Linked DNA regions of Gossypium hirsutum: all the other regions are linked to region 1. A link is a contact called in public Hi-C data. All regions are on one chromosome and are shown on one strand. The core of a region is the stretch at or near the end of the contact, and the rest is flanking DNA. Distances in the headings are between cores, read along the strand shown.

What was found. Hi-C and Micro-C count contacts between places; a contact is called where the count stands out from the background.
Region 2: a Hi-C map of leaf shows a contact between it and region 1, with 1.9 times the contacts expected there. The contact joins the promoter of LOC107886604 here to the promoter of LOC107942723 in region 1. A contact is called at or near these places in 3 of 34 Hi-C or Micro-C datasets (leaf and petal).
Region 3: a Hi-C map of leaf shows a contact between it and region 1, with 4 times the contacts expected there. The contact joins the promoter of LOC107886612 here to the promoter of LOC107942723 in region 1. A contact is called at or near these places in 16 of 34 Hi-C or Micro-C datasets (anther, callus, hypocotyl and 3 more).

The regions. Positions count from the first base shown.
Region 1 is chrA03:99,746,949-99,751,513 of Gossypium_hirsutum_v2.1, forward strand. LOC107942723 (AP-1 complex subunit gamma-2) reads left to right here and starts at 2,500. Exons shown (of 18, transcript XM_041099890.1): 1 at 2,500-2,824; 2 at 3,556-3,858; 3 at 4,030-4,171. The coding sequence starts at 2,793.
Region 2 is chrA03:99,970,844-99,975,408 of Gossypium_hirsutum_v2.1, forward strand. It overlaps LOC107886604 (transcription factor PAR1), which reads right to left and starts at 2,037. Exons shown (of 1, transcript XM_016810622.2): 1 at 1,444-2,037. The coding sequence starts at 1,872. The coding sequence ends at 1,606.
Region 3 is chrA03:99,565,409-99,569,973 of Gossypium_hirsutum_v2.1, forward strand. LOC107886612 (serine/arginine-rich splicing factor RSZ21) reads right to left here and starts at 1,824. Exons shown (of 6, transcript XM_016810637.2): 1 at 1,527-1,824; 2 at 1,232-1,333; 3 at 884-972; 4 at 194-419. The coding sequence starts at 1,320.

The DNA.
Region 1 (4,565 bases), core at 1,250-3,749:
CAAATGTTCAACATTGAATGGATTTGTAGCTTTAATGATATTGATATGCTGGTATGATAAGTTCATTTAGCTTTGTTAATTGAACTATATTTAGATAGGTCAAATGATGCATTGGTACTTTGGTAGCATATTTATTTATATACATATATGTTATTACATTGAATGAGATTTAGCATGAGTTGTATATATACATTGGTTGACATTAGAATTCAAATTAATTGTATGCATATGATTGTAACCTATGTTATATTTACTTGAATCATGGAAATACCATAGACCATTATTGCTTAGCGTATGGTTTGTTTTTCCCCTGTGTAGGTATAGGTACATTTAGAGGTCCCAAGTAGTAACTCCGGCATCCAGCCAAGTGTCCTTGACTCATCAATGTTTGTAAAGTCTTTTTGTTTGTTAAACAGTTAGGCTAAATCAGATTGTTGATATAATAGATAGTTATGTTTATATTTGAAGCTTAAAATGGTAATGTAGAAATGGCTAAATAGTTTATTTGCATATGTGAATATAATACGTTGATGAATTGTATGAAAAGTTGGCATACTTATGGTTTATAAGGGAAATGCATATGCCAATTGTGTAAATGAATGTTGAATGGCACAAGTGCCTATGTTAGCAAATAAGTTTAAGTAATGTATACATATATATATGATGAGATATGTTGAGAATGTATGTTGGAAATGGTATTAATGGTTTTGAATATTGGTATTGAGCATATTGAATTGTATTGACAAGTTAAATAGGTACCAAATTGGAGTTTGTTGTAAAACAAGGGTCATGTCGTGATATCAGTCCTTTAATGTTGTGATGAGATCAAGTCAGTATGTTGCGTCACGACAAGGAACCCTCAACTCCGCTACATCAACCTGATATTTTAAATTTTTTATAATTTGGTCTTAATTCTACCTCGGGTTTGAAATAAAGCTTCCATAAGCTCATATACGACTCAAAAACGAATGTATATCATATCATATGTATGTATTGTTTGAAATTTAACCATTTATTGGTATAAATCAACTGTAGTTTGATCGTAGTTGCTCCGACAATGAATGTGACACCTTGTAGCTTGGACCTAACGATCGGATTGGGTATCAGGGTGTTACATGGATGGCAACATGTCATCATTGAATCAAATTGCTTTTATACAATCAAAATGCTTAATGGAAAGATCTCAACGTCTTTGGAAGTTTCAACATTTATCTCCAATATCCTATTGATGGTTTCTTCAGTTTCAAATGTTCTTTTTAGCCGTGTGATTTGACCTAATAATCAAATAGCTGATTGGATTGCTAAGAAACAATATTTTATTCTTGTCGGATAAATTGGGTATTTCGTATTACAACTGAATTTATTTATTTTTTGTAATTCCTTTACTTTCAATGATTTTTCATAGTTTGAACAACAACAAGAAGAAAAAAAACCCTTAAAAATATAACATTTGATACATGAACTTGACATTTTTTTTTTAAATTTGATACCTAAGTTCTTTTGGCCCAATTTGATATTAAACGTGACTCTTTTTCTTAAGTGGTTACCTAGCTTTTTTGACCCAAATCAGTACTTGAACGTCAATGCTTTTCCTAATTTGGTATCTAAACTTGTAAAATGTTATACAAATTACCCTAATGTTAGTTTTTCATGAGGGAACAAAAATAGCTAATGTATGATTGACATCTGATAGATGACAACAAGTTTAATGGTAAGAGTTATTACATTTATTTGGAGTTTCTTCTGTTGCATTAAACAATATGCTCAAAGTTTAGTTTTTATTGAGGTTGAGATTACTTTGATTGTTATTGGTAAGAATGATTCAGAATCGATTACATGCTTAAAGAATGTCTTAATCTTTACAAAGTCCTTAATTCCCTAAAAATATCGGCACTATAAGAGGTAATTCATGTTACAAATTGTGCTCTGAATTGTTCTTCACAAATTAATACTGAAGAAGAAAATAAGAGTTTTAAAAAATAAAATAAAAGAAATTCATTAGGTTAAATGTAAAATTTTAAAATAAAGTAATTAAACATTTAAAATATAAAAATTTTTGTCATTTATCACATATCGATCATACATTTTGAATATCATTGCTACTTCATAGAAAAATATTGTTAATATATTGATGTAATTTTATATATTGTTTGACAAGTTTAAGTACTAAATTAGACAAAAACAAGTTAAGTATGAAATAAGAAAAAAAAACTAAATTAAACAAAGAGAATTAGTTACCAAATTAAGAAAAAAATTGATGTTGATACACCAAATTAAAAGAATATTTCAAGTTAATATTATATTAAACAAAATTAAACAGCGAAGCCTAGTCGTAATGGTGGGGCTTTAAACTTGGCTGCAGAGCCGTTACTTAATTACTACAAACAAATGTCTATAACTGCCCAATGAAATCCTGCCATGTCACGTCCAACCAATAAATAAGCCGAATATCCTCCTTGCAAATTTAACCCAATATTTACGACTGACTGGACTTACAAATGCCAATTTGACCGCTCTGCTCTCATTTTTATCAAGTAGAAAAAGAGACTCCGTTTTCTCGGTCTCTCAGATCCAATTCTCCGTTTCTTCCTCTTTCTTAGATCTCCGAATTCCAGCATTTGGATCTTCTCTTTCACATTCTTTAAGCTTGCTAAAAGAGAAAAAAAAGAAAAACAGTACGGTTTAATTCTGAATAGTGCTATTTTGGTGATCGATTTAATTGCAGCATTTGGTTTAGTTTCTATTCCATCTGTTTCGACCTCTCTACTAGAGTTTCCTACCTTAATACGATCATGAATCCTTTTTCTTCCGGTACTTGTCTAAGGTGAGCACCAATTCCTACTGTTACCCGTTTCTTATTTTACTTCTCCTTTTTCCTTTTAATTGGAAGATCAGATCAACAACTCATGAGTTTGTTTATTTGAGTGGACTGGAGTTGTGACTAAAATTTAAAAGAGCTGTATTTTTTAATACCGTGATTAGAATTTCGGGAGTTCAGTTGTGGTTCGTGCAACTTAAAAGATGATTGGGTATGTATTTAGAGCTAAGTGTAATCTGTTAGCCTGTTTGGGGTTTTCATAATTTGGTTCTTCTGATTATCTTTTGTTTTCCTTTTTATTATCTCGAGTTAGTTGCAACTTGCATCTATTAATGAAATTGTAGAAATGTGTCATACCCATTTAATAATTGGTTTGAAAGTAGCTTGATCTTCTTTTTTTGAAATGTTGATAATATTAAATGATGCACTAAATAGCATTGTTGTTAGGAGGTACCATTATATAGATGGCAACTAAAACGTTGACTGGTTTGGTCACGCAAGTCTTACTGTCTCTAGTCTTGCATTATATGTAGCATCGTTAAGGCATCCACAAGGGTGCGCATGCACCCTGCGCCTTAACACTAGATAGCAAACAAAAGTGCCTCGAACCCTTTTAGGTGAGATGCATGCCTGGTGCACCTAGACACACTTTTTGTAAAATGGCAGGCATAGAAAATGCACATGTAGTTTATATACATATTAATTGAAAATGGTTTAAACTTACTTCTCCAATGCAGGGACATGATACGGGCTATACGTGCATGCAAAACTGCAGCAGAAGAACGTGCTGTTGTAAGGAAAGAGTGTGCTGCTATTCGTGCTTCAATTAATGAAGATGATCAAGATTATAGGCACCGTAACCTGGCAAAACTCATGTTCATTCAGATGCTTGGATATCCCACTCATTTTGGCCAAATGGAGTGCTTGAAGTTGATTGCATCTGCTGGATTTCCAGAGAAGAGGATAGGATATCTTGGTCTTATGTTGCTTCTTGATGAAAGAGAAGAAGTTCTCATGTTGGTCACAAACTCATTAAAGCAGTATCTTTTGCGTGGATTCTTCTCAAGCTTATTTTGTTCCCATTTCCTTTTCCCTTTTATCAGTTCTGTTCTGGGTTAATATTGTTGTGCCTGATAGGGTTGTATTACAAGTGTAAAAATAAGAAAATGGAGAGATTTGCTTTACTTGCAGGAACCTTAATTTATATGCAGAGATCTGAACCATTCAAACCAGTACATTGTAGGACTTGCTCTTTGTGCACTGGGTAATATTTGTTCAGCAGAAATGGCCCGTGATCTTGCACCTGAAGTAGAAAGATTGCTGCAGTTTCGAGATCCAAATATCAGGAAGAAAGTAAGTGTGTCCTATTCTTAACTCAAAGATATGTTCATCACATATAGATGTGAAGTAAAGAAGGAAAATGGAGGCCACTGGACTCCAGACTTTTTGAATTTCTTATGCTTAATGCTGAGTATCCCTCTTAAATGATAACTTCTCTGTCCTCTTCTGCAGGAGTAGGAAAGTTTTGGGTTTTTCTGTTGAGCACTTCAAATATTTCTGTTTGTGCCCTTTATTTCTTTGCAACAATGCGTTTGTAATTTTGTCAATTAAAAGGTTAAAAGTGTAAACTGATTGTTAAGTACTGGATACTGCATAACTGAGATGCCATCTGTATAGTGTGATATTCGTTCAATGATATTCTGCACCATTCATATGGCAGCTACTTTTATCAAATCTGGATTTTTTT
Region 2 (4,565 bases), core at 787-3,286, 220 kb after region 1:
GTTAGTCACTACACTTTTTCTTTTGAGCGATTTTAATTATATCTCCTTCATCAAATAAGGGGTTAGAAAATTTTAAAATTCTTGGCCGTTGAATTTGATGAATTGAGTTAACTTTATGTGGAAATTTTGAGCTTTGTGGGGTAAAAATTTTTTTTTCTTATTGTCAGCTCCAATTCTTATTGTCAGCTCCAATATTGAAGAAAAATGAAGGATAATATATTTTTAAAAAACCACTTAAAGTACTACATTTTATTTAAATAAATCTTTATATTATTTTTTGTAATTAAGTAAACTACTGGCCTATTATTTTTACTCATGATAATATTTGATTTTATTATTAAAATGATAATATTTTTTAATTTTTAAATTAATTTTCATTTAATACTATGTGAATTTAATGAGAATTAATTAAAATAATAAAATAATAATTTTTAAACGTAAAATAAAATAATATTTGAAAACACACAATTAAATATTCTTTTGAAAATTTTAAATACTCTTTAGTATATTAACTAAAAATGATCTTAATTCAAATATACAGTGAGAGAGATCAAAATAATAGAAAATGAGAAAAAAAAAGAAAAGAAAAGATTACAATAAACAATTGTCAGAATGAAGCAATTCAGACCAAAAAAAAAACACTTCCTAAAACCCAGCTCGAAACTAAAAGAGAAAGAAGGTTACGTTTTATTTTGAACGTCAGCAGTAAAAATAATAGAAATCAACCTCGTTGCAAATAAAATCCAATTAGCTTAAAATATACCAAACAAGCAAACATAGAACTCTGTTATTAGAAAATAGAAATTTCAATTACTCATCGATGTAGTGGCATCTAAGAAAATATGTCAAAAATAAAACTAAACATAGTTAAGAATTGCATTTAGCAGAGAATCCTTTAAGCAGATAAAGAAAATGAAAAGAACACTTCGTATCAGTGAAGAAAGAGAAATTTATACATTTCCATGAATAATAAATAATGGGTTTACTTTTCTTCTTGTTGAGATTGAATTTAAGAATGAGTTTTGATGTTTTATATTTCGTTTTAGGGAGGGGATTTTGGTTATTTACGTTCTGGAAAGCTAAAAGAAAAAGAAAAAGGAAAGTTAAAAGAAAAGAAAAATTAAAATTATTGGGACTAATTAAAAAAATTCGACATCAACTTATTGTTACACACTTAACAGAAGTTAATGGCTCAATAATTTTGATGTCCACAATGTACTTAAACAAACATAAGTGTAATTTAGTCAACAAACGAGAAAGAAAGAAGGAGCAAAGGCTGGAAATTCCAGCAGATGGGTAGCCCACATGCATGAATTCCAGAGGAAATTAAAACCACCAATATTAACAAACTAAAAGAGAAGAATAAACCAACTTCTTAGGAGAAAACCTTAACCTTCAAATATAATTACTATAAGGAAAAAAAAAAGGAGGAAGAGAGTACATTTGTATATGGCAAGGCAGCAAATGCCATCTAAATTCTATATTATATATAATCTACATAAATATTTGAATATTAATGTCGACTGAATTATTGGAGTCTTTAGTTAACATCGTTCAATCTTTAAATAACTTTTACCTTTACCCTTATAAAAAGAAAAGGAGAGATTAAATTGAGGGTTGGTAAATCTTGGAAAGAGCTTGCAGAAGATTAAGTTGTAAGCGCAAATGCAGTATATAATCTGCCGTCCTCAAGAACAGGCGATCCGGTTGCATCAATTGCCCTCCCGGAATTAGCTTTTGCAACCTTTTGATCTTCATTCTAACTGATCGACCACCGGTGCTGCCTCCGCCACTGCAAGCAGTCCGCCTCCTCCTCATCCTCCATTTCACCATAGAAAACTCTTTGCAGCTCCTTGGCTCCGTATGTTTCATAAGAAAATGTGTATAAATTTCTTAAGCTAAATGGAGAACAAAAACGCAGGGAGGAAGGAAGGAAGTCACTCTTTATTTTCTTGGGTTTGTGTTCAAAGGAATGAAAAGTTATGATTGATGTAACAAAAAAAAAATGGAAGGGGAGAGAGAGGCATGAATGATGGGAAGAAGAGATATAGAAGGGACCATGTGAGCCGAGTCTTGATGTTCCTTTCGGCTCTTACGACATGAATTAAATATTCTCTCTTATTTTCATAAAATATTAAAAATATGTACGCGTATATGTTCCTGTTTTAGTCACACGTTCTCCCTAGTTTGTCGTTTTATGGACGTGGGCTTGCGGTGGGGCCCAATAAATCCCAACCCCATTTTTGCAGATACCATCATTCTGTGCACCACTAATCTTTTATTGAGAATTTAGTTAAACAATCCAACTCTTTTTGCTTTAATAAAGACATTATTGTCTATGAAATGGAAATTCTCTAATAAGTAGAGTTACCCTCGTAACTTTTATTAAAAATATTGGCCCGATAAATCTTTAAGTTCTGAAGTTTTATATTATGAATTTTTAACATAAAGAAAAACAACATTTGTTAATTCAACTTAATAACTCATAAATTGGTTAATTGAACTCAATAATTATATGTACTTGTATGAATGTACATTATTCTATCATTTAACAAAATAGTGTAGTTGAGTTGAGCGAAACTTAAATAGTGGAAAACACAAGTTCAAGCTCAAGTTTGGCTCGAAATTTAAGGCTCGATATTCGATTCAAGTTTAATCAGACATCAATTTTAAACTTGAGCTTTATTAGGCTTGTTTCTTAATTTTTGTACTCAACATCAAACTTTAACTTGAACTTCAACTCAATTAAGCTCGTTCATACTTAAGCTATTTTTATATAATAAGAGTAAAAATGTGATTTCATATATAATATATTAAAATGAAAAGCTCAATTAGAGTCAGAACCATTCAAATTGAATATTACGATGCTCAAATTCAACTTGATTAATAGCTTAAGTTGCTTGAGTGCAAGCTCAACTCGATAATTACCGAATCAAATTTGAGCATTTTATTTGGAGTCAAGCACAAATAGCTTGTGAACATTGGTGTTTTATTTATACCACTACTTCCGCACATTCAACCTGCCATTATTTCCCTATTTCTTTATCATCATATGTGCCATATAGGGTCTAAATGTCAATCTATCTCAAAAAAAAAAATAAAAAATAGTAATGACAATATGTTAAGGGGGAGCTAAGGTTACTTGATGTTATAGCTTCCTCCATTGTGTATGTTTTGTTCAAAAAATTGCTAAAAGGGAAGATTGTTGAAAAATATAGAAATGGCAATAGAGTGCCAAGGGAGTTCTCACTCCTTTACCATTGGAGTTGTTTGAGATAGTTTTCATATTTGAAATGTTGGCAATTTATTGAATGATATTTATAGGTTCTGTTGAGTATATGGATGATATCTAGTCCATCAATGAAGATCATATCAATTGGAGAAACATAGTTTGGAGATTGGATCGAATTGGTTCACCTTATTTAATCCTTTAGATCGTGGATATCATATTGAATTGGAACACTACACTCTTAGCTGTCAAAAGTCCATTTTTTTATTCATTATTATTATATTGTATTCAACGTATAATGTGGTTGTTTTTATAGGGATTGATATAGATCTTCTCTATGTTAGCAAGTCTCAAACAACTCCATATAATTGAGAGATTTGTATAGGTTTATGTACCAAGAATTGAGAGCACTTAATTTGTACATGTGAATAATTATATTTTGTGAGTGCAATGTGATTATAAAACTTGTTGTGTTGTGGTTTTACAAGATAAACTCACAGGGGTGAATTTAGTGCTGAGGGTTCTAGTCTTCAAAGATACAAGTGAAGAAATTATCATGGATGTGTGATAGATTTAGGATCACTGTGTAAGAGTTTAAAGATAGTGGATACTTCTCATTAAGCTAGGCTTCGCAGATATAAGGAAAACGAACTAAGTAAATAATCTTTGTGTCTTCTATTTTATTTTTTGTTCATGTAGTGCTTGAAGGAGTACCCACTCCCTTAGCCGTTCCTTCCAAACACTTAGTTTGTTTCTCAACGATTGTTCGAACTAACACCACCCATTAACATTAAGTAAAAAAATGGACTACCTAATTATAAAATTGTCATTGATATCTTTTTTTCGATAAGTACATTAATGCAACTAAATAAGAAGAATCCACTCAAAGAAATTTGTAGAGCAAGAAATTGCAAGAACGTGAATAACTAGAGCTATATTACAAGTGCATAACAACCAAATATAATCTAAATGCTAAATGTTGTTGTAGGATCATAACATCGACCTCTCTACAATAGTTAAAATATTGGTAGACATATAAAAGAGGTTATTATATTGAGGATTGTATATATAATATAATATAATATAATATAATATATTATAATATAATATAAGCATGAGTTTGGACAAATTTTGAACTGATGAGAATACTTTTTATTTCCATCATATTACTAAATTTACATTTAAAAATAATTATAATATTTAATTTAGAATTCTTAGTTTAAAAAGTTGAAATAAAATAGTTGTGATAATTATACATTTAAAATAATTATAATTTAATAGAAGTTATGGTAATAATATATTTACAAATAATTAGAATGAAATAAAAGTTATTCTA
Region 3 (4,565 bases), core at 574-3,073, 180 kb before region 1:
GCATAAATATCAATTCTAGCCACTAAATTTCAAAAAGGGGGAATGGGGTTTTTTGAATAGCATAGGAAAAGGCATGATATATAATGTACCATCACTTTGTATAGGCTCCTTTACAAAAAAGATCACAGTAGGAGCTAGCCTCCTCTACACACTCCAATAACGAGAGAGAAAGAAAAGGAATCCTTAAACCCACCTGCGCCCATACCCATAACTTGGACTCCTACGGCGACGAGGACTGGGGCTTCGACGCCGGCCACTTCCCAGGCCTCGTGATCCATAATGCGAGCGGCATTCGCGAGCAAAGTGACCAGGTTCACCACACTCATAACACTTTAAATCCTCACCCCCACCACGGCGCCCACCACGGCCTCCACCACCTTTTGAATTATGAGAAAGTTCCACTCGCCAACCATTTTTTCCTTAAGTGAGAAAAAAGATATGGTTAGAAAATTCTAGAAATGATCAATAAAGCAACATAGATCAGAAATGTTATTTGAATCTAAGGAAACAAAAGAACTAAGAGCCAAATGCGCAAACTTAGAATTATTTTTTTGGAATAAAAAATCAGATTGCATCAAACCACTAAAGCAACTGGCTGCAGACAACCAGGAAACAATAGCAACTTCTTGAAATATAAAAGAAAATCATTAAACTACTTAAACCGGCTAGGAGACCTCTCTAACATTCAAATGAAAAGCTCAACGCTCACCAAATTAGAAGCATATGCAGCAAATAAGTGAAGGCAACATAAATAATCAAGCAAAAACTAATGAATATGGCAACTTATATAAGGGTATTCGAGTAGAGAACCACCATAATTCAAGCATGTAAGAGTAATACAACAAATGAAAGAAATAAACACTAGAAAAAAGAGTATACACACCATCCAGTTCACGAATTGCATCAATAGCATCCCTGCGATCATCAAACTCAATAAACGCATAACCAGGAGGCCTTCGAGCTACCCATACACTGGATTCATTTCATCAAAACATAAATCAATCAATAGCACAATCAGCATTTTTTTTAATTATTTTAAAGCTTGTTTCAAATGGAAGAAAGCAAGACTTTATCTTGTATGATATTGACGAACAAACTAAATAATCAATTAAAGCTAGCAAAACCTGACAATCTTCAGAGTGGCAAATAAATTTAATCCAAAAAAAAAACCCAGGTCCCTATCAAAATACAATTTTTCCCCTTCATTCACAAAAAATAAAAATAAAAATACCTGCGGAGAACGCCGAAAATCCTAAACTCGTCTTCGAGATCCCTCTCAGTGACCCGAGGATCCAAATTCCCAACATAGACCCGAGACATTCTCGTAAAATCACTGCACACCTTAAACAATAATAAATTAATTAGGAAAAGTGAATAAAATCACAAAACGGAAAATCTAATGATTTTGAATAGCCATCAAAGCTCGTTATAGAGACATCATAGAAAAATTAGGGGTTTTGCAGAAAATTATCGAAGGAATCGAAATTATAGACGGAGGAGATGATAGAGAGTAGGGGTTAGGTTACCTTGAGGAAATTTCTATAGGGTTTGCAGGATAGAAGAAAGAGAGAGATGAAAATTCGATTGATCAAATTGGTTTGAGGTAGCCAATCCTAAAACCCTCGAAGAATAAACAACACTATAAAAATCTCAGCTGAAAATGAAAAGGTTCCGCTTTGCTAATTAATATTGTGCAAGGCCTTGGCCTTTCTATAGTATTGGGCCTCTCAACAAATCCCCAATGGAAAAGTACAAATTTTATGTTGGAAAGAACTCAAGTTTATTGAATTCCTATCTTCCTTTACATCAAGTTTTGGATTCTAAGTCATAAAAGAAAAACCTAGCAAGACTTCGTATATCAAGTTTGGTGAGTTTTGTTTTGACTAATGCCGAGTGTCTAAGTAATTAATCCCTACACCAATTTACCCTAGTTTTAATTGGTATAATAATAAATTTAACCTTCAATATTTATAAATTTTATCATTTTGGTCATGATTTTAACAATTTAATAAATTTACTCTCACCGGATAAAATAAAATAAAATCAAGATCAACTTTATAAAATGTGCTAATGTTGAGAGCTATATTTGTTTAATTTTTTAGAATTAGAAATTTTTTTGATAAAATGTGTAAACATTGATGACTATTATACCAATGAAAAATAGAATAAATTGATGAAAAATGTGAAAATCATGATTAATTATCTTTAATTGCTCGCTTTTTGAAACTTAAAAGAGCTATTTTTTTATTTTTTAAAAAACCTCAATTTACTCAATATTGATATTGAAAAGAATTTTTTAACATGATGCACTTTACCTATATAAATTCAATACTATATAAGTCTAAGTATTAATGGTTTAATTAAAAAACAAAAATACTATTCAACCCTAAATATTATCCTTCTCACCATTTTACAATAATCATTTAAATTTTGAAATAAGAAGAAATTGTTATGAATATCTTATTAAGTGGATGTCTATCAAAATCAAGATAAGCTTTGATATACTTTAAATTCTAATAGTCATTAGAAATAGATTTCTACTTCATTTATACTTCTTATGCATATAAATAGAGACTTTGGAAAAGTTTTGTAAATATCTCGATTGATTAATAAAAATACGCTCTCTCTTTGCTCTCTCATTCTCTTTGTTCTTTATTCTCCGTCTTTTATTTTATAACACGTTATTAGCACGATTCTCTTTTAATTATCTTAATTATGGATTAAACCAACGGCAACTTTGCGAACCATTAAGCTCGTCCATAATACCAAAATTCAGCCTCTAACCACTAAAATTACTCTTACTTTTCTGTTTCGTTGCCTCATTTGCTTCTTCAAATGGCTATTTATTGCTGCCGGTTGCTATTCAAATTGAGTGCTTACTTCCCTGATTCTCCATTACTTGTTGTCTTTAGCCTACTGTTGTTTGCAACTCTTTGCATGAAGTTTTCATCTATTTAGTGTTTTATATCTAGATTAGTTTTCAATTAAATTAAATTAATTTGAGATTATTTTAATTAACTTGTTTTACTTCTTATTATAGTTCGTAAAAGAATATTACTCCGAATGGAAGGTTTGAGTATACACTAAGAGGCTCAACACCAAGATGGACACTGCAGTCTGTTGCTTTGGATGGCGAAAAAAAATTTGACCTCCCAGCGTGAATTTTGGATTTATAGAGCACAATTTAAATTGGTAAGGAGCTTCATTTTTTTTTGAGGTATGATTATTATTTATTTGTTTTAAGTCTAACCAAATTATTAACTTATATTATTGAATATTGATGGGTTCATAAGTTTTACTAATAAAACTTTATAATATATTATTTTTAAATGATTGTTTAAATATATATTAATCGTAACACCCCTAACCCGTATCCAACATCGGGACAAGGCTCGAGACATTACCGGAACTTTACACTTTCAGTATACTAATTCAGGTCACAAAATTTCATTTAAATTTAAAACTTTTCAATCATGAACATCACGTCTCTTGTATAGGACTTCGAGACCTACAACATATTGAAAGGTAATCCGGGACAAATACGGGCACGTTCGATTAACCTTGGGCTTCTCAGAAAATTTTTCTTAACATAAAGGGACACACTCCCGTGTAGATTGGGCCGTGTGGACTCACACGCCCATGCCCTTCAACTGTGGGCAACACTGACTTATCAACACGGCCATGGGAACACGCCCGTGCTGCTTGCCCGTGGACGAAACTGTCATTTTAACACGGCCATGATGCACGCCCGTGTGGCCTACCCGTGTACAACTTTGAGCTAAAATTTTAAGTGCAGAGGACACACGACCATAGCACACACCTATGGGAGGGAACTGTGTGTCATACACGGCCTAAACACACACCTGTGTGTCCAACCATGTGGACTTTATTAGGCTATTTTCCAAGCCTTTAGTCACCATTTTCTACTACTTGTGTTTAGTAGTTACCAAGTTTGAGAGAAAACATAATTTTACGCTTGTAAATAACCTTAATGAAAATAGTTGTATGGAAGCCTCATATCATTGGTTTCATGCATAAATGGTTATTTCCTCTTTAGTATCACGGGTTCCCATGTTACATTAATCCATCCGAAATTGGCTCATTCATATGACTCATTGCCAATTGATAGCAACCCATCATTAGTAATTAAAAGCTTGCATAAAATCGTAGGTCATAGCCTACTTAAATTAAGCCAATTTTCATGGCCATATACAAAGAGATAAACATATTTCTACATACCTTTACTTGGCAAATCAACTGACACATATAATAAAATACTCAAAAGTACTATACATGCCATTTAACAAAATAAACAAAGTCTTTATACCAAAGCTTGTTTAGTTGATAGTGTGTTGACTCTCCAATTATCCTCCAATCCTTTTGAGTCCTCGAGCTCTGTGAGACAGGGAAAAAGAGAGGGGTAAGCATTCACATGCTTAGTAAGCTCGAATAACCAGAAAGTAAACTTACCGAGTAATTAGCATACATCCATATCTAAATCATGAAATGATTTCCTATCACATGCACTCAATCAATGAGTTAGTCACATAACAAAGCATCATGTA